Linked DNA regions of Mus musculus: regions 1, 2, 3, 5, 6 and 7 are each linked to region 4. The links are chromatin contacts, called in public ChIA-PET, HiChIP or PLAC-seq and promoter capture Hi-C maps. All regions are on one chromosome and are shown on one strand. The core of a region is the stretch at or near the end of the contact, and the rest is flanking DNA. Distances in the headings are between cores, read along the strand shown. Region 1 holds the start of Heg1 (heart development protein with EGF-like domains 1). Region 2 holds the start of Lrch3 (leucine-rich repeats and calponin homology (CH) domain containing 3). Region 3 holds the start of Rubcn (RUN domain and cysteine-rich domain containing, Beclin 1-interacting protein). Region 4 holds the start of Snx4 (sorting nexin 4). Region 5 overlaps Heg1 (heart development protein with EGF-like domains 1). Region 6 overlaps Heg1 (heart development protein with EGF-like domains 1). Region 7 overlaps Heg1 (heart development protein with EGF-like domains 1).

Region 1 (2,700 bases), core at 22-2,521, 430 kb before region 4:
TCTGCCTCTTACGGGAGGACAAATGGCTAACATCACCTAGGCTGGTTTGGTTCACAGCACTTTCTACTATTTTTACTTTCATTTTGTCACCTCTTGTCACTTGGAGGCAGGGAGGAATGGGGCCCCTCCATTCCACAGATGGGGAAACTGAGAGCCAAAGATGAGACACAGCCAAGGTCGTGTGGGGGTTACATTAGAATCCCACCCAGGCCGTGGCATTTTCTTCCAACAGAAAAAGGAACTAGAAACAAAGGAGGCAGGCACAGGAGCTGAGTCCCCATTCTGTGACCAGGACAGGCAGTGCCTGCCTGCACAGCAAGCAGCTGGCTGGGGGAGGAAAGGGCCCAGGACAGTCCAGAGCCAGTCAGTGGCTTCCAGGGGTTTGACCTTGCAGCGCCCCCAGCCCCATCCCAAGTAACCCTGCTCCTAAGGTTAACTGGGTAGCTTTGTTTTAAAGCGCACTCTTTGTCCTTTATGAAGTCCTAAGTACTAGAAGCATTCCAAACTCCGAAATCCGTTATTTACTTATACTGGAAAGTCAGGCTTTAGACCAGGAGAGACCAGTTCTAAATCTGGGGGTTGGGGGCTGAAACCGAGGGACAACAGCCAGAAGTTACCACTCCCCACGAGGTGAGAGGCTCTTTGGGGTCTTCGTTTTGTAAAAGTGAGAAGGGTGTGGGCTAATCCAGGAGAGAGTTTTCTTCCAAAGCACAGGGAGGGAATGCATGTGAACATTTTATATTCCAGTGGCCAGGGACAGCGTTTCTCCGTCCTGGGCCACCCTCAGGGTTCCACCCACGAGGGTCCACGGAGCCTCGGCCGGGATGGGGCAGCCGCGAAGCGCCCACGCCCCCTGACCCTCGCTGGAGACTCTCACTCACCCGCGCTCACGCCTCTGGGGACACGGCCGGAACGTCCCCGCCGGGTCGCGACGCCGGGTCCGGGGGCCGTATGTCCGGCGCCAGGCGGCGAAAGCGGTCCCGCGACCGGGAGGAGTGTTCGATGGGCCGGGGAGGGAAGGGAGCCCCGCGCCCCGGGGGCAGCGGGCGGCAGCAGCAGCAGCGGTAGCAGCAGCAGCAGCAGCAGCGACGGTGGCGGCCACCGCGGGGCGCGCGGCGTGGCCATGGTGGCGGCGGCCGCCCGCGCTCACATGCCGGGCGCCGGGCCGAGGGCGGCGGCGAGCGGAGCGGGGTGCGAGCGCGCTCTCAGCCGCAAAAGTTGTGGGAGCCGCGGGAGGGCGGAGGCAGCCCTGGTGCTGCCACACGCCAATCAGCCCGGGCGGGTCGCGGGGCGGGCGGCTCCTCCTCGGTTGACATCACCCGCCCCGCGCGGGGGCCCGGGGGCGGGGAGAGGGCAGGAAGAGGGCGGGGGCGGTCTCGGTCTCCCGGGTGAGTTCACGGAACCCCCGGGTGAACTCATGGAGCCCCCTGCGACTTTTGTTACAGGGCCCACACCCTGGAGTATCGCTTTGGCTTTTGGAGAAATGAAATTGGGGTGGGGGGCACTTTCCCAGTTCCTTAGCCACACAGTAGGTCTGTGAAAAGTAGATTCTGGCGGTGTAATTGACATCAGGTGAGTGAGTATACAGAGAGCTTTCAAAAGACAGAGAAGTGAATCCTAGACCCTGTTCCATACGTGGACCTGCATTGCCCTTAAGGATCTGAAGAGGCCCCAACCCACTGCCGCCCTTTTGGGTCCCCAGAATTGGTGAGAAGATTTGCTTTAGCCAGGGCGGGAACCCTCATCTTCTTGAAGGCTCAGAAGCCTGATTTCCTTCCCACGCTATCTTTGGCTTACACCATAGTTCTTCAAAGATGTCACTGCTGAGACACCCAAAGAGGCCAGAGGGAAGAGAAAACTGAACCGAGTCTGGGGCAAGGGAAAACCCATAGCCAGGAAAAGGACAGCAATTTGCAAATTAAACATAAAAAAAAAAAAAAAAAAAAAAGCAGCCCACACAGAAGTTAAAAAGAAACCTTTAGGGGAGATGTTCCAAGACAGAGTGTCAATAAATTTGCTTGGTAAGTAAAATTCTGTGTGTGTCCCTATTCCCTCCCTTCCTAGGAGACAAATGATACAATGTCCAGATTTTAAGACCCAAATCTCTTTTCTTTGTAAGTAAAGAATGAGCAGCTCAAAATAGGGGGAAATAACTTGCTTAAGAGTTGCTAAGAGAACCAACAACTAAAGGATTTCTCATTGAATGACCATGTGGCTTCGTGCTTACCTCATAGCTTAGAGTTGTCAATAATTCAGACAATATCTCATCCAAACTGAAAACCACAGATCCCTTGGGATGCTCTCAGATGTGCTAGGGTTCTTTGTCTGTTTACCAAATGTTCAGGAGACAGGCTTGTCTCTTTCCCCATGTCTCTGCCTCTCTCTGTCTCCAAGCCTCCATGACCCGCCTCCAGGGGAACGATCAGATCATAACGTCCAGCGCATCGGTAGATGGGCCTAGACCCATTTTCTGGTGACTCGGTACAAGTGAGTCACTTGGCAGGACACAAAGGATGCTCCGTATAAACAAGTTTACCTTAGACAAATGAGCCAAGAGTGGAGAATTGGTTTGGGTTAGGGTTTATAGAACCACAAATGAAACCTAACTTTTCAGGTCTCACATGAAATGCTCAGTCCTCTTTCTTTCTCAAACAACAACAATCCAAGCATGGCCCCACCTCCTGACACAGCTCCCCTGTT
Region 2 (2,832 bases), core at 265-2,764, 340 kb after region 4:
GTTTTATTTTTTAAAAAATAATATTTAGTGCAGTGGTGTGTGTGTGTGTGTGTGTATGTGTGCGCATGTGCGCGTGTGTGCGCAATGTAAGGCAGAAGACAAGTTGCAAGAGTCAGTTCTCTCCTTCCAGTATGTAGGTTCTTCGGATCAAACTTGGGTTGTCTGTCGGGTCTGGCAGCAGCATGTGCCTTTTTACCCACTGAGCAATCTTACCAGCTCTATTTATTTTTTCAACATTAGTGAAATATGTAATAATTACCAATCTTTGATGACTACACAAGCCTAAGAAAAAGTATTAACTCTCACATTTTAAAATCAAGCAGAATGAGGATGAAACAATGTATATGACATAAACACAAAACATTTAAACTACTTCTGAGGGGACCCCTCCCCTTATGTAAAACAAAAGGACTCAATTCTTAATCTACTCCCGGAGGAAGCTATATTTAAAACACAAGAGGAACACATTATATAGTATGTTGAATACCTCAGTTACCATACATTGTTTCCCACAACTAAGGAAACCAAATAATACTTAATCCCCATTCTCTTTCCTGTCTTAAACAATATAAGGCGCAGAAATGTTTTTAAAGGGAAAAGCAAATATAGATGTGGTAGACAATATCCTACTTCTTTTCATGTTTTCTTAGGCGGCGGTAAGAATGGAAGACGAAAGTCCTGAGCACCTAAAGATGGCCTATTTTTACAAGTACTTTTCGGTAAATCAGACGGAGGCGGAGAAATAAGCTGTTCCCAGTGTTAGAGTCCACATTACACACACATACTCGCACACACTAGGGAAAACGCCAGAGCGGACCTGGATCCTTTGACAATGCAGCACCCAGCGTCACCCATACTACGATGGAAGAACGTGCTTGCCACGCTCCAACTCTTAGCAAAGTCAATTCGGCATCCCAAATGCAAAGTGGTCTGCAGACACCGGGGCGAGGCAAAAAGTCTACGGGGCGGGCACTGATGCCGAGATTTCTGAGAGCGATTCAAGAAAGATCACCCGTCAACTGCCTCTCGCCGGCAGCGGAGATGCTGCTGCGCGCTGCCGCACCCCAGGCTCCGGGTCTGGCCAGGCCGGGAGGGTGCGCGGTACCGCCAGCGGTCCCCGTTACCCGGGGAGCCTCGGGCCGGTCGCCACACACCCCCTGCCCCCCACTCCACGGGTCCCGGGTAGCAGGGATGCCCGCGCCCCGCTCACCGGCCCGGGTGGTGTCCGTCAGGTCATGGTTGGCCGCTCCCCGGGGAAACTCCCTCAGTTTCCGGCCGCTCAGGCTCAGCACCCCGGTGACCGCCGCCTCTTCCAGGGCTCGGTCGACCGAGCGGCTCCAAGAGCCCGGGCCAGGACCAGGGCCCAACCCAGGGCTCGGCCCACAGGTCGCACCGGAGAGGTTTCCCCCGGACGCCACAGGGCCAGAGTACTCCGCAGCCGCTACCACAGCCACCAAGCCCGCGGCCGCCATTTCCCAGCCGACAACTCTCCGGCCCGGCTCTGCGCATGCGCCACGCGATCCGCTGGGTGGGCGGGGAAAGGGGCTCGCGGACCGGGGACAGCTCTCCCGGACGCGCTGGGCGCAACAAGCCGCCTGCCCCGCCCACAAGCAGGTTTTCCAGGGAAACCGAACCGACTTCGCAGAGCTGGAGCAGCCCGGTACCCTGGGCTCCCTAAAAGGCCACTACAAAAACCAAAACCCGTCCTTAACAGCGCTCCAACTCTCAGTGGTGGATTACATTAAACGGCAAAGATTCCTTAGCCCTGTTGCTGCCAGAAACTTGGGCACTTAGAGGGGACTCCCTGAGATAAGCCCAAAATTGTCTCTCAGCTTGTCACCATACCGCCAGATGATCTGAACTGGAATTTGTGGATATACTATTAGTTCTTGAACGGGAAAACAAACATACCGTGTGAGCAGATTCGGCTACAAAGTCCCTAATTCTTGTTGAAATTGTTATGTATTTTAGATTTGTTGTTGTTGTTTTGTTTGTTTGTTTTTTGTTTTTCGAGACAGGGTTTCTCTGTATAGCTCTGGCTGTCCTGGAACTCACTTTGTAGACCAGGCTGGCTTCGAACTCTTTTTATGAAAGAGCTCTTAATGAAACCAAACGTCTTAAATACTGTGGCTGTTTGCGCAGATTTTATCACTAGCTAGAGCAGAACGAATAATATTTACATCTAACATTGAAATCTGGCTATGTAATAAATGTTGGGATTAAATTTAGAACCGAAAGACCAAAACCGGAAACCATTCAAGTAATGAAAACTACCACTCACATTTAAATAAAACCCCACCCTCCCAGTCCTGCAGTCTCTTATTTTTCCAAATCTGTTTTAAATTCAAGCCATTCCTAATATGTGATGCAAATATCACTCACCAAATTTACTTTGCTGTACAGAATTCGAGGGCCTGTCAGATAAAGTCTCTTTTCTAAAGAATTAGCTAATTTTATTTTGGAACCCAAGGAGGCCAGTTACAATAAGAAAACAGCAATTGGGCTGAGTAGAGTGCACGGCAAAGCAGTCCCTCTAGAGCAAGAACGAGTGAGGTGGGTCGGGCAGTGGTGGCACACGCCTTTAATTCCAGCACATGGGAGGCAGAGGCAGGTGGATTTCTGAGTTCGAGGACAGCCTGGTCTACAGAGTGAGTTCCAGGACAGCCAGGGCTACACAGAGAAACCCTGTCTTGAAAACAAAACCCCACCCCACCCCCAAAAAAAAGAACGAGTGAGGTTTTTGAATAAAACCTGAAGTTACAAAATAGGATGACAGAGAGCAAAATTCCAAGTATGATTTTGATGCATGTGAGCACATTAAGACACAGATGA
Region 3 (2,748 bases), core at 209-2,708, 380 kb after region 4:
CCTTTCTTTCTTTTCTTTTCTTTTTTCAAATAAAGATTTAATGTATGAGTACACTGTTGCTGTCTTCAAACACACCAGAAAAGGGCATCTGATCCCATTACAGATGGTTGTGAGCCACCCATGTGGTTGCTGGGAATTGAACTCAGGACTTTCAGAAGAGCAGTCAGTGCTCTTAACCACTGAGCCATCTCTCCAGCCCCATTCTCTCTTGTTTCTTGCAGCTGATTTGTCTTACTCTTGACTATCATGCACAGACTAGTCTAGGGATCACCAGTCTATCTACTTCGCTCTTACCTCTAATGAGATACCTACTCTATCTCCTTTCCACATTGTAAACTTAGCTTTGTAAGCACATTTGCCATACCCTCTCATTTGATAAAACTCACTGTTCTATGGCTGATTCCAACTCCTTAACATGTCATTTCATAACCTGGTCTTGCTTGCATGAGAATGCCCACATCATTGTGTCCCACTCCTTTGCTTTAAAAAAACTTTATATATGTGTATATATACTGGGTGTGTATACACATTTAGTGCATGCATGCATGTACATTCATGGGGAGAGAATAACTCTCAGGAGTTGGTTCTCTCCTTCCACCATGGAGGTCTGGGGTTTGACCTCTGGTGGTTAGTTTCGGTAGCAAGCTTCTTTACTTACTGAACCATCTTGCCCTTTCTCAGTTTTGATTACTAAGAAGCAACGATTTTCAAAACTGCTATTTTCTTAATACCTGTGAGAGCTGTTTTGTCCATCTTCCTGCCTCTCCTCCCCTCCTTGTTAAACTCTTATCCTAGAAACTGCTCTGCATGGCTTTGGTGGTGTATGCTTATAATCTCAGCATTCTGGAGGCTGAGGGTCTTGACTTTGAGCCCAACCTGTGCTACAGTACCAAAACAGGGTGGAGAATTGACTCAAGGGTTAACTATCTGTTCTTGTAGAGGGTCCCTGTTCCGGTGCCTTCACGGGCACCTTACAAGCATGTGATGCACATACACTCAGGCACACGCATATACATTTAAGAATATTTAGAAAAAGAAAACAGTAACCTGTACCCCGACATCACTCCTGCAAGAGACCTTCCCTCAAAGTCTTCCTAGCCTTTCTACTGCCCTTTTCTGGTTCAGTTTGTGATCTCTTGGTGTAAATGCTTGGAGTCTTCCAACACCAAGAAGTATTAAATCAGGAATGGACTGAAGTGAAGTTAATCGAGTTAGGATTATATCAGTTTTATTGTCTATTTTAACCTCCGACAGAGTCTGATTTCCTGAGTAAAGTGTGACAGGAGTTCGCCCTCGAATTCCTGACTGTCGTTAGTTACATGGAGCTTTTAATCAAGGTTCCCTGCCCAGGGAAACTCGCCTAGCACATCACGTGTACCCAGGTTAGGGGAGCCTGGGATTGGATGGGGCAGTGCATGCCGGGAGAAGGATGGCCTTCGAAGGGCTTTTTGGGAATTGTAGTTCTTGGAGCCGGAAGTGGGGGTGGCAGGGGTAGAGCGGCAGCTGAGGCAGCAGTCCTTGACTCTGTCGCTGTCAGGGTGTAGTGCATGGTTCTAAGCTCACCAGCCATGGTGCCTCCCCTCTCTTGAGGGTGCTCCGGGTACCCTGGCGGTCGAAGCGGCCTGGAGCCTCTCTCTGGCCCCGAGACGGCCTTATAGTCCGGATGCGTCCGGAGGGCGCGGGAATGGATCTTGGCGGCGGCGATGGGGAGCGTCTGCTAGAGAAGAGCAGGTGGGCTGGGAGCGGCTGGCAGTCGGGGCTGCTTGCGTGCGCGGGAGCACAGGGAGACTTGGCTGGCATGACACGCAGTGCGGGGCGCGGCATCCTGTAGAGCTACTGTTCAAGTGACTTGTTTGGGAAGAATTTCCAAGAGGAGGGACTGGTGGGGCGTGTATAAGGACAAGGGAGGAGATGAATTTAGGGACGGTGAGCAACTGTGGGTATGATTCTTTGAGGGCCAGGGAAGACAGTGAAGAAACTAAGATACAAGACTGCCAGAGGAGAGGTGGACATTGAGAGTCTGGGAGAAAGGACTGAGGTGCTGTAGTGAGATTTTTATAGGCCAAAGTCTATAGATAAGAGCAGAAACAAGATTGGTGCCCTGCGTTAAAACTTGTGATAACCCAGACCGATTTTAAAAGGGTGCTAAGATATTCTGGGAGCTACGGTTTTAGATTACAATGGCTCAGCAAGGTTAGGAAGAGATGAATGTGGGTGAGGAGGAGAGGTAGGCCCGTGGGTTAAAAGAAACTGATTGCACTGGGTGTGGGCTCGCTGAAGGGACAGAAATCATGTGCATGTCCTTTGTCAGTGAGATGCTGCTGCCCTGAGAGGACCTCTGTTTCTTTTTTCTTCAGCCCCTTTGCTGCTTCTCCACAATGCAAACTAAATAAGCTCAAGTTTTTGTGGAATTATTGTCAGAAAACCTTAGCTTCTAGAAATAGGGGGATTATTTTCTTTTTAAATTTAAACAACTACACTTATGTGTGTGTGTGTGTGTGTGTGTCCTACTTAGGATTGCTTCATTAACAACTGGTCTTAGGTTGGGAGTGTAATTCAGGGTAGAGTGCTTGCCTAGCATGCAGGCAGCCCTGGGCTCCATCCTCAGCACCACAAGAACAACAGAAGCAGGGTCTCAACATCTTAAGAGGATGCAGGAGCAGAGGCACAGTAGAAATATGGCGTGAGGGAGTTTTTCTTGACACTTAAAATAGGTTTAGTACAATGATGGTCTCCAGAGCAGGTGAA
Region 4 (2,700 bases), core at 172-2,671:
AACAACAGGAATGAAGAAAAGAAAAAGGAAAGAACAACAGGAGAGGGACAGAGAAGAACAGGCAGCGTAGAGGATTTTTTAGGACACTTAAAAGTTCATGTGACAGTGTGTAAACTATGGACTTTGGGTGACAACCTGGCCTCACCGCGTATAACATAAACGAGTCTGGTAAGAAGCGTGGACAAGGCACAAGTCTGAATATGAGAACTGAGTATACGGGAAAATCTCCCCATTTCTCTTTCAATTCTACAGCGACCTTAAAACTGTTCTCAAAAATCAAAGTCTTAGCCGGGCGTGGTGGTGCACGCCTTTAATCCCAGCACTCCTGGGAGGGGAGAGGGCAGATTTCTGAGTTCGAGGCCAGCCTGGTCTACAGAGTGAGTTCCAGGACAGCCAGGGCTATATACAGAGAAACCCTGTCTCGAAAAAACACAAAACAAACAAACAAACAAAAAGTTAAAGTCTTTAACTTATAAGCACACATAAATGGTTTAAGTAGTCAAAACCTCCAACTGCTGAGAAGTTCCTGGTTAGCTCTCTCGAAACTTAGTCCTCTCTAGAGACGCATCAATCATAAAAATGTACGGGTTACCTTAGCATGAATACCTACTGGGGGTGAGGGGGCAACAGCAAAATGGCTGGACAGGGGCTGAGCAACTGAGGGTCAGGGAGTTCAAATACAGGGCGCTAATGAGTTTCCTAAACATTTGTTCATCAGAGTCTACAAATCCGTCACGACCCTTTGGATGGATGCACTCACAGATTGACAACGCGACACTCCCTTAACTCAAAAGGTGAGAAACACCAGTTATCACCGAGGGGCGGGGATTGCAGGAGGAAACATTATAACGACATTACAGCTAAATGGAGAGTTCAACAAATGTTTCTTCCTCTGTCCCTTCTCTTTAACGTGACGCTGATGTCTATTTCCCGACGTGTCCATAGGCCAAGCCCCCCTTACTGCGCACACTCGCCTCTCACCAAGGGTGTAGCCGCCTCCCAGCGACCCCCTCGGCCGGCCGGAAACAGCAGCGAGCCTCTTCAGGGCCAGACCCCGGGGGACGCGCCCACTGACACCGCGGGCCACGCCACCACGGACACGCGTGACAACGCCCACGCGGCGCTCCGGCACGCCGCGCCTGTGAGTCCATTTCCACTCCGCATCGGGTCATCCTCCGGTCTCGGGACCGCACCCACCAGACCCAGCCAGGGCGGCCCGGCCCGGCCCGCTAGGCCCGGCCCCAGACCGGAAGCCTCCGCCGCCCCTCTCCTCACCGTGTCGACCCCTGAGCCGTCTTCTCGGGTGCCCTCGTTCTCCTCACCGACCGCGGCCTCCAGCACAGCGCCAGGGCCACCCAGCGGCTCCAGGGGTCCAGGCTGCAAGAGCTTCTCGGGGTCCGGAGGTGCCTGCTCCATAGCTGTAGTTTGGCACCGCGAGTCCAGTGCGCCTGCGCGGGGCCTTGACTCCAGCCGCCCCGCCCTCTGCTTGTGGTAGCTCCGCCCTGCGCTCTCGGTAGTCCCGCCCCTGCCCACAGAAACTCCTCCTAGGCAGCGGAGACCCCAGAACGCTGGACCACCAGCCAAGACCTGCGACCGAGGGAGGTAGGGGAAAGCTAGGGCGACTACAGAGGGTTGGCTACAAAACTGGTAATCTGGGAGAGCCGGTAAAGACATAAAGAAACTAAAGTGAAGTGAACTCAAGAAGTGCAGAAGCCACTCAGATTGGCGATCCCCTCAAGTAATTGTGTCATTAAAAAGAAAGGGAGATTGTCTTGTGACCATCGCCCTTACCTTGCATTCACAATTCCGTTTCCCCTCGCAAAGACCAGAGCAGCATCAATTATTAACTTTTAGAGAGTTGAGTAACGCATTCAGCAAAAGATAACGCCTAAAGATTTGAGAGGTAAGATGGCTGAAGCAGGCTGGAGAGCGCCATTGTTAAGTAAGTGTTTAAACTTTAGACGCTAAAGCAATTTAATTTTCTACAAGTCTCTTGTAATTTCCTGAACCTACCCCTTGGCAAGATTCCCTGTGGTGACCTGAAGAGAAATGTTCACTGACTGTAGCCTAAATATGGGACCTTTGGGTTGGTATTTTTGTACAAAACCTGGTCTCGGACCAAAACTGATTCTTGCCAAACATCCTTTTCCGGGTTGTGAAGCACAATTTCTTCCTCCTGGAGTTTTCTCCCTGGCTTGGTGGCAAAGTTCCATTCATGCTCAAAGCACTTTCTCTTGTTATTTTACAATAATTTGTTCTAAATCCAGCTTCCTCCAGCTAGACTCTAGACTTCTTTAATGCAGGGACCCCTTCTCCTATCCTTTCCCTGTTCCTTCCTTACAGAGCCTGGACTATTTATGTATTTAGGTATTTTATTGTTCGCCAGGGATTAGTTAGGTCCGGCAAACCCCCAGAAAACATGTTTTTAAATCAGAAGACTTTTTTTTTTTTTTTCCGAGACAGGGTTTCTCTGTGTAGCCCTGGCTGTCCTGGAGCTCACTCTGTAGATCACCAGGCTGGCCTCGAACTCAGAAATCTGCCTGCCTCTGCCTCCCGAGTGCTGGGACTAAAGGCGTGCACCACCACCACCCGGCAGAAGACTATTTTATTAATCACACAAGGATAGATTTGTTCTCATTATCTTGTGATCTTTTCCCAGTTTCTGAGATCTCAGAAAACTAGATCCTAAAGCCGGCAGGA
Region 5 (2,700 bases), core at 32-2,531, 480 kb before region 4:
CCCAGCCTTAACCCCGCAGCAGCTTGATGCGTTCCTCAGTAACTGTCCATTGTGGTTCCTGGTCTAACCGCTAAAGGGACTGGTTCTCTTCTCGTCGGTATTAGCTCTCTGACACTCCTAAGGCCTCTTTAAACTCCTTGAACTTTTCTGTGGCCTCTTTAACCCCTTTGTAGCTATTCTGTGACACACACACACATACCCCTTTACCCTGATGTGTAACTTGTGATCTGAGTTAATATTAGTAATTAAATTTGGAATAAGCCAATGCTTGCCACTGGCCAACTGTCAAGGGAGATGAGAATAATTTGGCAAATCAGAGCAAATGAAATTGAAGTAGCTTGTGAGCTTATTGTGACTCAATAAATTCTGACATTGTGGAAAGACACAGATGTGTCCCTGTTTTTAATATAGTTAGTGTATTCAAGACAACTTCCACGTCTGCAGTTACCCCGCCCAGCTTTAAAACGGGTATTGTAAAAAAAAAAAAAATCACACTGATTTACTTTGTGCCTGCCTGCGTGCATTTGCGTGTGTGTTCACGGTCCAAAGCACTCATGTGAAATTCAGAGAACAGCTTGTGGGAACTGGTTTCCTCTTTCTACCTCGTGGGTCCTGGGAATTGAACTCAGCTGGTCAGACTCTGCAGCGGGCACCTTTATCTGCTGACCCACCTTACTTATAAGATATGATTTTTTTTTTTTTAATCTCAGATTTAACTGCCGATTTCACTATTGACCTGTGACAACTGCTTGTTTTCCTAGCATCCAGTCTGGCGAACGCTGCCTTCCATCTGGACAGCTCTTCACACTCGGCGGCACTTGCTCAAGCAGATTATTTTATTCGACATTCCCCAAACCTTGAGTGAGCAGTGAGCAATGTGCAATCTGACTTAACAGATGGGGACACTGAGGCTCTGGCTAGTCAGTGCAGGTGGTGGCTGGGAGCCTAAAGCCAGGCATTTGAAACCATGGGTTTCAAAACACCAACAACAATAACCAATATTCCATCTCCTTCATTCTTCAACTGCACACGTTCAGCTAGTTCCCTGTAGGAGGTGGTTACACAGACCAGGTTACCCAGACTAATTAGAATTAAGAGGGATTCTTAATTTTGACTCATGTCTACATATGTAGACTTCCCCTTTTTAGAAAATAATGCTCTTTTTTTTTGTATTTCAGACAAATTTCATTATTCTTATTTTAGTAGAGTGTCAGCCTTAAGAAGCTCCTTCTGTCTGTGGGTGTCAGAGGTTCATGCAGATAACACTTGCAGCCAACACAGAGGTTCTCCCCCAAACACTGGCTGAGCACTTCTGCAGGAGGCCTCACACTGGGCAACTGTAGCTGTTCCAAAGGCCGATTATCTTATCTGATAGTTTCAGCTTCAAAACTGAATTTCTCATTCTAACTTCTCAAGCAAGCATGGTGTTAAACTCAGCAACCCAACAAGGGTCACGCCCTGTGTGCAAGAACGCTTTTCTAATAATAACCACACTGTGGTACAACAGAAAACTGTGGGCTGGAAACCAGGCCTCTCACCAGCTGTGGCCCATGCTTGGCCTCTGAGCATCTCAGAGCCTCTGTCTTCGCTGCATTTGCTGATCTACTTTTTAACCTGTCGGATGAAAAGCGAATGGAAAACCAAGCAGCTTGGTGGACCTGTCAAATGAGGAACAAACATGACCAATATAGTGGCCTGATTTTAGAGGTGGCTGCGTCACAATGCACCTGTCTGTGGCTAACAACTCAAGGAGAATGTGTGGACAATCAGAATTTTACTCTTTTTTTTTTACTCTAAAATATAAATATAAATAAACAGATAAACACTCTGAAATTGTAAGTAAATAAATAATGTTTAAAACCCCTATGTAGTTGGAATATCCATTTGATTTTTTTTTAACTGAAGGGTAAAATGGTTGAACAAATACTGTTGTGCACAAATGAGCACATTACACAGGCATTAAGATATTTGTCCTTTTTTTGTGACACAGGGATATACTTACAGATATCTCTTGAATTTAATATATAAAAATATAATGTACATCATCAAAGGTGAAGAAAAGTACCGCATCTGCAGGCGTTGGAGTAACAGGCAATGAGCTTCATTTCTATATCCCTGGGTTTTTTTAAGCTTGGAAAAAAAATGTTGGCTTTGATTAGGAAGGAAGCAGTCAGTTGCAAGGCAGACTTAACTCTTACCCAGATTGCATATTCCTTTCTCCAACTGATACCCGACTGGGCATCTGCAGGTGAACGATCCCTGAGTATTGTTGCACGTGGCTAGGGGAGGACAGGGGCTGGAGAGACATTCGTTCACATCTGCAGGAGGGGACAAACAAGAGCATGCTGACGGGGTGGCAGGCAATGGATCATCATTCGGTGCCTACTAAAACCAACTGGCACCGTGCGTCGTGTGTCGTGTGCTTCCAAAGAAGAGCGGGAAGCCACCCTTGTTCTCACGGGGATGGCTGCCTGCCAGGGCAGTGGCAACCATATGAAGAATTAACTATATCACAGGGTGGGATTGGCATGTACAGAGATAAACACAGATCTGGTTGGTTGTTATTGTTAGTGTTGCTTTGAGACAGGGTCTCATCCTTTTATTCCTGGCTGGCCTGGAACTTACTATGTAGATCAGAGTGGCTTTGAACTCATAGAGATCCTACTATCTCTGACTTTTGGGTGCTGGGATTAAGGACAT
Region 6 (2,853 bases), core at 320-2,819, 510 kb before region 4:
CTTTAACACTGGCACACACACAAAAAAGATAACTAGCGATTTTGGAAAGGTCCCTCCAGCTGTCACGTACAAATAATTCTTTCCTTTTGGTATCATCTAAATCAATGACTGTAATGTTCCTTTACTTGAACAGATAATTGAGACAAGGGGGAATTCCTTCTTTCTTTCCCTTCCTTCCTCATGGAAACTCTATTGCAGGAAGCCTGGAGCTGAGGTTCATCCAAAAAAGGTCCTACTTTTTTACTGCTAAAATAGTTCAGGTAGTTCCTTTCCTTCCTCTGTCTGCTTCTCTCTGTACACACACAGCTCTGAGACGACTGACGAAACCATACAATGTACTCATAAAATTTTTTTTAAAACATATTCACAGTGGTGTGACCATTGTCACCTCCAGAAGTCTCAGACCCCTTATCAATCAACCCCAGTTGCCCAACTTCTCCACCCTGACCTCTGCCCTAGATTCCCACTGGCCTACTTTCTGTCTCAATTAGATGCAGAGACTCTTATAACTCCTATTCCTATCGCACTTCAGATGATCTTTTGAGATGCCTCGTTTCCCTGAGAACAAGGGTTTGAAGGTTCACATGTGTCAGTCGGTGGCTGACAGAATGTGGCTCTGTCACATCTGGGTTTTGTACCCGTAGGCGCTAGGACTGCTCCCCTCCCCACCCCCTTTTGACTCTCAGGAATAGGACTGTTGTGAATACCCAGGTCCAAGTTCTTGTGTAGATGACTCATAAGCATCTCCTGGGACTGGGAGTCCTGGGTTTACCAGACATTCAAAGCTGCTTTTCTTTCTTCTATCCCTGCCAGCCATGTGTGCCTAAGGACTCCAATTCTGCCACATTCTCATCAACATTCCTTATTTTCTGTTATTTATTTATTTAAAGACACTTCTTGCTGCGTAGTCCTGGCTGTCCGGGAACCTGGAACCCACTATGTAGACTAGGTTGACCTAGGAGATCCAACTGTCTCTGCTTCCTGAGTGCTGGGATTAAAAATGTGTGTGAACAAGTTTGGTTGTATTTTAAAAAAACAAAACAAAACAAAACAAAACAGCTGCCTGTATTCCTGGCCGGCTTTGCACTTGCTTTATAGCTAAGGATGATTTTGAATTCTTGATTCTTCTTGCCTTTCCATCCCGGGCTGGGATCATAAGGAGGACAACACTTTGTTCTTTAGTTCTGCATGGCTGCGGAGCATGCGCAGGGACGACACTTTGCTTTGTTCTTTGGTTCTGCATGGCCGCGGAGCATGCGCAGGGCTTCACGCACGCTAGGCAAGCGCTCTACTAACTGAGCCATGTCCTCAGCTCCAGAGTTTGTTTTTGATTTTGATAAAGTCCTTTTTATTTTGTTGCTTTGGAGACAGGGTCTTACTATGTAGTCCAGGCTTGCCTAGAACCTGCTATAAACCCAGGCTGTCCTCAGAGTCATCTTCCTTCTGCCTCAGTCTCCCAAGTGCTAGTTTACCCAAGGTTCAGAATCCACCTTCGCATAGTAGCACAGGTCCTGAAAGGGGGATCTAAATGAGAGGTCTCACCACTCACCTGCAACAGGTAACAATGAGTGCCACGCCCAGGATGAGCAAGAGGCCACCTCCTGCGGCTGCGATCACCACAGTGATGAGCTGATAGGCTAAACACAGAAGACAAAGGAAAAAAAAACAAACAGGGCTGATTGGCAGGAGGTCCTCAGTCCTAAGTAAGCCTCCACCCACCCCACCTCCGCAGCATGGCCCTAGCTGCTCTCTCCCACTGCCTGCTCTCTGGCCCAGAGATCCTCCAAGGCTAGAGTTCTGCTTTCTTTGCAGTGAGAGGATTCCCTCTTTCAGCTCCAAATTTCTTTCTCTAGAGCAATCCTAATGACGTCACTAAACCAGAAAAGAGACAGGCAACCATCAAGTTTCCCCAAACTGTTCTGAAAGACTTTACTCTTATTCCCCCTCTCACTTGGGTGCTTGCTTTTTATCACGTGAAAATTATACATCTGGAAATTTAACTTTTTATCTTGATGGTAATTAGTGAAGATAAAGATTTGTGCTTCACCCTGGAGGCAGAGGCAGCCTGATCTGCATGGTGAGTTCCAGCCAAGCCAGGGCAACAGTGAGACCCTGCTTCAACAAAACAAAACAAAACACCAGATGTTTGATTCAGTTTTAGAGTCTTACTTGGTAAAACAGAACAGAGACAGGTTAAACTCTTCAATTTCAAAAGAAATGTTACGTCTGCTAAGTCCAGAGTCTGGGTTCACTGTGTAAAGCATGCCAGAGACACAGGAGGCTCCTTATACATTGATTTAATTACCAGAAATTAGCACTGATAGAAGCATATATTATATATAATAATGCTAACATATCTAATTAGTTGGGTTTTATATCTGTATATTGTAGCAAAATTTATGATAGATTATATTAAATTTTCTATTTTTGTATGGATATAAAATTAAAATTGGTTTCTCAGGTTACAAGATCTAGTTTGAAAGACCAATAACTAGATTTTTTTCTTTTTAAAAAAAATACACATTTTATATTTCATTACCAATGTTTTATTCAACTATTTGTCTGTGACCAAAGAGACCAGGTAAGGACATCAGGATCCGCTGGGACAGTTACAGAGGGTTGTGAGCCATCACGTAGATTCTGGGAGTGGAACCCAGATCCTCTGTAAGAGCAGACCTGTGCTCTTTCCCACTGAGCCATCTCTCTAGCCCCAAACGACCAGACTCTTTTTTTTTTTTTTTTTTTTTTTTGAGACAGGGTTTCTCTGTATAGCCCTGGCTGTCCTGGAACTCACTTTGTAGACCATGCTGGCCTCGAACTCAGAAATCCGCCTGCCTCTGCCTCCCGAGTGCT
Region 7 (2,700 bases), core at 194-2,693, 460 kb before region 4:
TGTAACCTTGGGAGGTTGAGGCAGGAAGATCAGGAGCTGGAAGTCAGTTTGGTCTACACAGCAAGTTCCAGGCCCACCTCAACTACAGCGTAAGACCCTGCCCCCAACAAAACAAAACAGCGGTCCTCAAGTAAGCAGTGGCAAAGCCCCAGGCCTTGTGCTATTTGCCCGATTGACAATTCTCATTTAATCCTCACGGTAAAGCAACACAATGTGTGTGAACACTTCTGCAAAGCAGTGCCTCTAGAAAAAAAGGCAATGCTTGAGCCAGGCAGTGGTGGCACACGCCTTTAGTCCTAGCACTTGGGAGGCAGAAGCAGGAGGATCTCTGTGAGTTCAAGGTCAGCCTGGTCTACACAGAGAAACCCTGTCTTGAGAAAGGGGTTGAAGGATGCTTGCTTAGCTTGTCCACAGGCACTGCCTAGGATCCTACACGGGCACCTGCGGCACTAACTAAGAACCCACAGGCTGGCGTTAGGAAAATGAGAAACCTTCAGACTTTGAGCCTCAGCAAAAGCAAAAATAAATAGAAAATTAAAAAGAAGGAAGGAAGGAAGGATGAATGAATCTGGCAAGATGACTCAGCAGTAAAGGCCCTTGCTACCAACCTTGACAGGAGTTCGGTCCTGTGTGCCATGGGTGGCAGGAGAAGAACTGAGTTCTTCAGTTTTTCTTTGGCTCCCATACACTGTGGCAAATGCACTCCCCTCCGCTAATAAACATTTTAAAATAAAATTTAAAAAAATTGGAATGCCATCTCCCACTGGGACAAGGCCTGAGCTAAGTTCCTAGTGTTTGTAACAGGCCACAGAGGGAACGACTGCTCACCTGGTGTGAGCACGCGTCACTTTCTGTCACACTGCTCAACCTTGACGGCTATCCAGAACCTCTCAGAAGTAAAGCAGAGGCAGCGGGTATTACAACAAGGCAGACTACATCCAAAGTCCTTCACGTCGTTTCTGTCCTCTCCCTTCACAAAAGTGACATCACCACAAAGCCATTTACCTGGACTGCAACAGCTCAACTGCCCACAGGAAAGACTCCCATAAGTCAAGACCCATTATTCCGCCCCAGCTCTTAGCGAGTCTACAAAATGTCACCTTCAAAGGACATTAGCACGACTCTCACAAAACCAGCAATTGAAAGTAGTTTCTATTATGATCTTCAGCAATCCCTTACATAAATAAATATTCCTCTTGGAAGAACTGCCCGCCCACTGCCTATGGGCTAAACGGTATGCTGACTGTCCGACAACAATCCCACGCTCCACCCAGCTTCCCTTTGTGCCCCCATTTCCAGGAAGCTCACACTAAATTTAGTGCGGAATTGTAGTCACTCTCACACAATTCAACATACACATTTGTGCCTTCAGAACAGAGCTTCCTCCCCGCCCTCCTCACCGGGGCGGGGCCACTTGTTGCTTTGTTTATAGCCCCGCCCCCACACCAGGACCAACAGTCAAAGAGACCACGGAAAGTCTAGAGAGGCAGCGAGGCAGGAGAGGGTGGAGAGCAACGCCCCCTGGCTCATCGTCCTGGGCGTGCTTAGGTGCTGTAAGATAGATTCTGTTCAGAAACAGATTAACTCCTGGCTACCCAGGATGTGGAAGGTGCTGTACTGATCAGTCTGTTCTGCTCTGTGTTCTGTTGCCGTAATAAAATACTGACCAAGAGCAACTCGGGAAATAAAGAACGTTTATCTTATTTTATTGTAAAGTTCTAGGTAAAAGCTTATCATTGAAGTAGACCCATGGAGGGGGCGCTACTTACTGGCTTGCTCAACCTGATTTCTTTTCCTTTTTTCTTTTAAAGATGAATTTATTTATTTTACGTATATAAGTACATTGTAGCCGTCTTCAGACACAAAGGAAGAGGGCATCGGATCCCCTTACAGATGGTTGTGAGCCACCATGTGGCTGCTGGGAATTGAACCCAGAACCTCTGGAAGAGCAGTCAGTGTTTTTTAACCACTGAGATAACTCTCTAGCCCCTCAGCCTGCTTTCTTACAGAACCAGGACCCACACAAACAAAACAAATCAGAACAAAAACCACACACACAAACACACCCACACACAAACACACAGATTTGCCCCACAGGACAATCAGATGGAGATATTTTCTCAATTGAGGGATCCTCTTCCCAGTTTGTGTCAAGTTGGCAAAAACACACTCAGCTCCACACACCGTGCTCCTAGGTGGCAGTAAAGGAGGCCCAGACGACACAGACTGAGTATGTATGGATCATCAAATGCTGCCACCTTTCAGATCAAAAGAACCTCCCACCATGCCCTTGGTTTATCGTCCGTAGGCACATCTCCTGAGGGACATTATAGACCTGACTGGTTTAAGCGTTGGGCTTTTCTCTAGGTCACACTGCTAGAAAAATCACGAACTCTTCCCCTGAACAAGGACCCCATTGCTTGTCCTCATTCACTGAGCAGGCTGGTACGGCAGGTTGACTCCAAGTCTGCTGTGGCGGGTCCTGCTGGTCCTCCTTAGGCCTACATCCCCAAAGCTCCCGTGTCAGTCACGGACTCAGAAAGGGTTAGTAGAATCTCATGAAGTCCATTCAGTAGGAGAGGTTTATCGAGCTTTCTGGGTAGGCTAGAAGGTGCCAGGCTAACTTTAAACACAGGGCAGAGGCTTGTTTCCACAGAGGTTTGTTTCCTCATTGGCCTCAGGCGCTCTCTGGGGTATGCT

The links. Promoter capture Hi-C pulls out the DNA fragments that hold promoters and counts their contacts. ChIA-PET counts read pairs in DNA pulled down with a chosen protein or histone mark. HiChIP or PLAC-seq counts read pairs in DNA pulled down with a chosen protein or histone mark.
Region 1: an H3K27ac HiChIP or PLAC-seq map of extraembryonic endoderm stem cells shows a contact between it and region 4, with 4 times the contacts expected there. The contact joins the promoter of Heg1 here to the promoter of Snx4 in region 4. A contact is called at or near these places in 6 of 39 promoter capture datasets (the C10 cell line, cranial neural crest, hippocampal neurons and 3 more), 2 of 484 Hi-C or Micro-C datasets (CD4 T cells and CD8 T cells), 4 of 115 datasets of contacts at active chromatin or transcription factors (craniofacial prominence, embryonic stem cells and extraembryonic endoderm stem cells) and 2 of 9 other capture datasets (adipose tissue and pancreatic islet).
Region 2: a contact with region 4 is called in an RNA polymerase II ChIA-PET map of effector CD8 T cells, with 11 read pairs. The contact joins the promoter of Lrch3 here to the promoter of Snx4 in region 4. A contact is called at or near these places in 6 of 39 promoter capture datasets (the 3T3-L1 cell line, the C10 cell line, hippocampal neurons and 2 more), 1 of 484 Hi-C or Micro-C datasets (embryonic stem cells), 4 of 115 datasets of contacts at active chromatin or transcription factors (the 230-238 cell line, effector CD8 T cells, extraembryonic endoderm stem cells and 1 more) and 2 of 9 other capture datasets (adipose tissue and pancreatic islet).
Region 3: a promoter capture Hi-C map of hematopoietic stem and progenitor cells shows a contact between it and region 4, with 2.3 times the contacts expected there. The contact joins the promoter of Rubcn here to the promoter of Snx4 in region 4. A contact is called at or near these places in 2 of 39 promoter capture datasets (fetal liver and hematopoietic stem and progenitor cells), 3 of 484 Hi-C or Micro-C datasets (CD4 T cells, CD8 T cells and hematopoietic stem and progenitor cells), 2 of 115 datasets of contacts at active chromatin or transcription factors (bone marrow-derived macrophages and extraembryonic endoderm stem cells) and 1 of 9 other capture datasets (pancreatic islet).
Region 5: a contact with region 4 is called in an H3K4me3 HiChIP or PLAC-seq map of the 230-238 cell line, with 4 times the contacts expected there. The contact joins the enhancer-like site here to the promoter of Snx4 in region 4. A contact is called at or near these places in 19 of 39 promoter capture datasets (the 3T3-L1 cell line, 3T3-L1-derived adipocytes, the C10 cell line and 11 more), 1 of 15 datasets of contacts at CTCF or cohesin (pro-B cells), 3 of 484 Hi-C or Micro-C datasets (cortical neurons, nephron progenitors and palatal mesenchyme), 16 of 115 datasets of contacts at active chromatin or transcription factors (the 230-238 cell line, the HPC-7 cell line, SST interneurons and 10 more) and 3 of 9 other capture datasets (adipose tissue, liver and pancreatic islet).
Region 6: a promoter capture Hi-C map of embryonic stem cells shows a contact between it and region 4, with 4 times the contacts expected there. The contact joins the enhancer-like site here to the promoter of Snx4 in region 4. A contact is called at or near these places in 6 of 39 promoter capture datasets (3T3-L1-derived adipocytes, the C10 cell line, cranial neural crest and 3 more), 6 of 115 datasets of contacts at active chromatin or transcription factors (embryonic basal ganglia, embryonic hindbrain, extraembryonic endoderm stem cells and 3 more) and 1 of 9 other capture datasets (adipose tissue).
Region 7: a contact with region 4 is called in an H3K27ac HiChIP or PLAC-seq map of trophoblast stem cells, with 8 read pairs. The contact joins the enhancer-like site here to the promoter of Snx4 in region 4. A contact is called at or near these places in 9 of 39 promoter capture datasets (3T3-L1-derived adipocytes, the C10 cell line, the HPC-7 cell line and 5 more) and 5 of 115 datasets of contacts at active chromatin or transcription factors (the 230-238 cell line, craniofacial prominence, embryonic stem cells and 2 more).

What each region holds. Positions count from the first base shown.
Region 1 is chr16:33,683,037-33,685,736 of GRCm38.p6, reverse strand. Heg1 (heart development protein with EGF-like domains 1) reads right to left here and starts at 1,271. Exons shown (of 15, transcript NM_175256.5): 1 at 882-1,271. The coding sequence starts at 1,125.
Region 2 is chr16:32,912,782-32,915,613 of GRCm38.p6, reverse strand. Lrch3 (leucine-rich repeats and calponin homology (CH) domain containing 3) reads right to left here and starts at 1,514. Exons shown (of 21, transcript NM_001081255.1): 1 at 1,211-1,514. The coding sequence starts at 1,472.
Region 3 is chr16:32,867,076-32,869,823 of GRCm38.p6, reverse strand. It overlaps Rubcn (RUN domain and cysteine-rich domain containing, Beclin 1-interacting protein), which reads left to right and starts at 1,458. Exons shown (of 19, transcript NM_172615.4): 1 at 1,458-1,731. The coding sequence starts at 1,664.
Region 4 is chr16:33,250,177-33,252,876 of GRCm38.p6, reverse strand. Snx4 (sorting nexin 4) reads right to left here and starts at 1,421. Exons shown (of 14, transcript NM_080557.2): 1 at 1,276-1,421. The coding sequence starts at 1,416.
Region 5 is chr16:33,731,217-33,733,916 of GRCm38.p6, reverse strand. It overlaps Heg1 (heart development protein with EGF-like domains 1), which reads right to left. Exons shown (of 15, transcript NM_175256.5): 6 at 2,199-2,318. Among named protein-coding and RNA genes, the nearest start is that of Heg1, 48 kb to the right of the region's middle. Within about 2 kb of position 1,281, at least 56 of the 459 cell types and tissues checked have an H3K27ac peak or open chromatin away from gene starts, as enhancers often do. A contact at or near this core is called in the 230-238 cell line, the HPC-7 cell line, cortical neurons and 4 more, where this site is marked.
Region 6 is chr16:33,759,542-33,762,394 of GRCm38.p6, reverse strand. Heg1 (heart development protein with EGF-like domains 1) reads right to left here. Exons shown (of 15, transcript NM_175256.5): 13 at 1,550-1,637. Among named protein-coding and RNA genes, the nearest start is that of Muc13, 34 kb to the left of the region's middle. Within about 2 kb of position 1,569, at least 36 of the 459 cell types and tissues checked have an H3K27ac peak or open chromatin away from gene starts, as enhancers often do. A contact at or near this core is called in adipose tissue, embryonic stem cells and extraembryonic endoderm stem cells, where this site is marked.
Region 7 is chr16:33,713,189-33,715,888 of GRCm38.p6, reverse strand. All of the region lies in intron 2 of Heg1 (heart development protein with EGF-like domains 1), which reads right to left. Among named protein-coding and RNA genes, the nearest start is that of Heg1, 30 kb to the right of the region's middle. Within about 2 kb of position 1,443, at least 131 of the 459 cell types and tissues checked have an H3K27ac peak or open chromatin away from gene starts, as enhancers often do. A contact at or near this core is called in the 230-238 cell line, craniofacial prominence, hematopoietic stem and progenitor cells and 1 more, where this site is marked.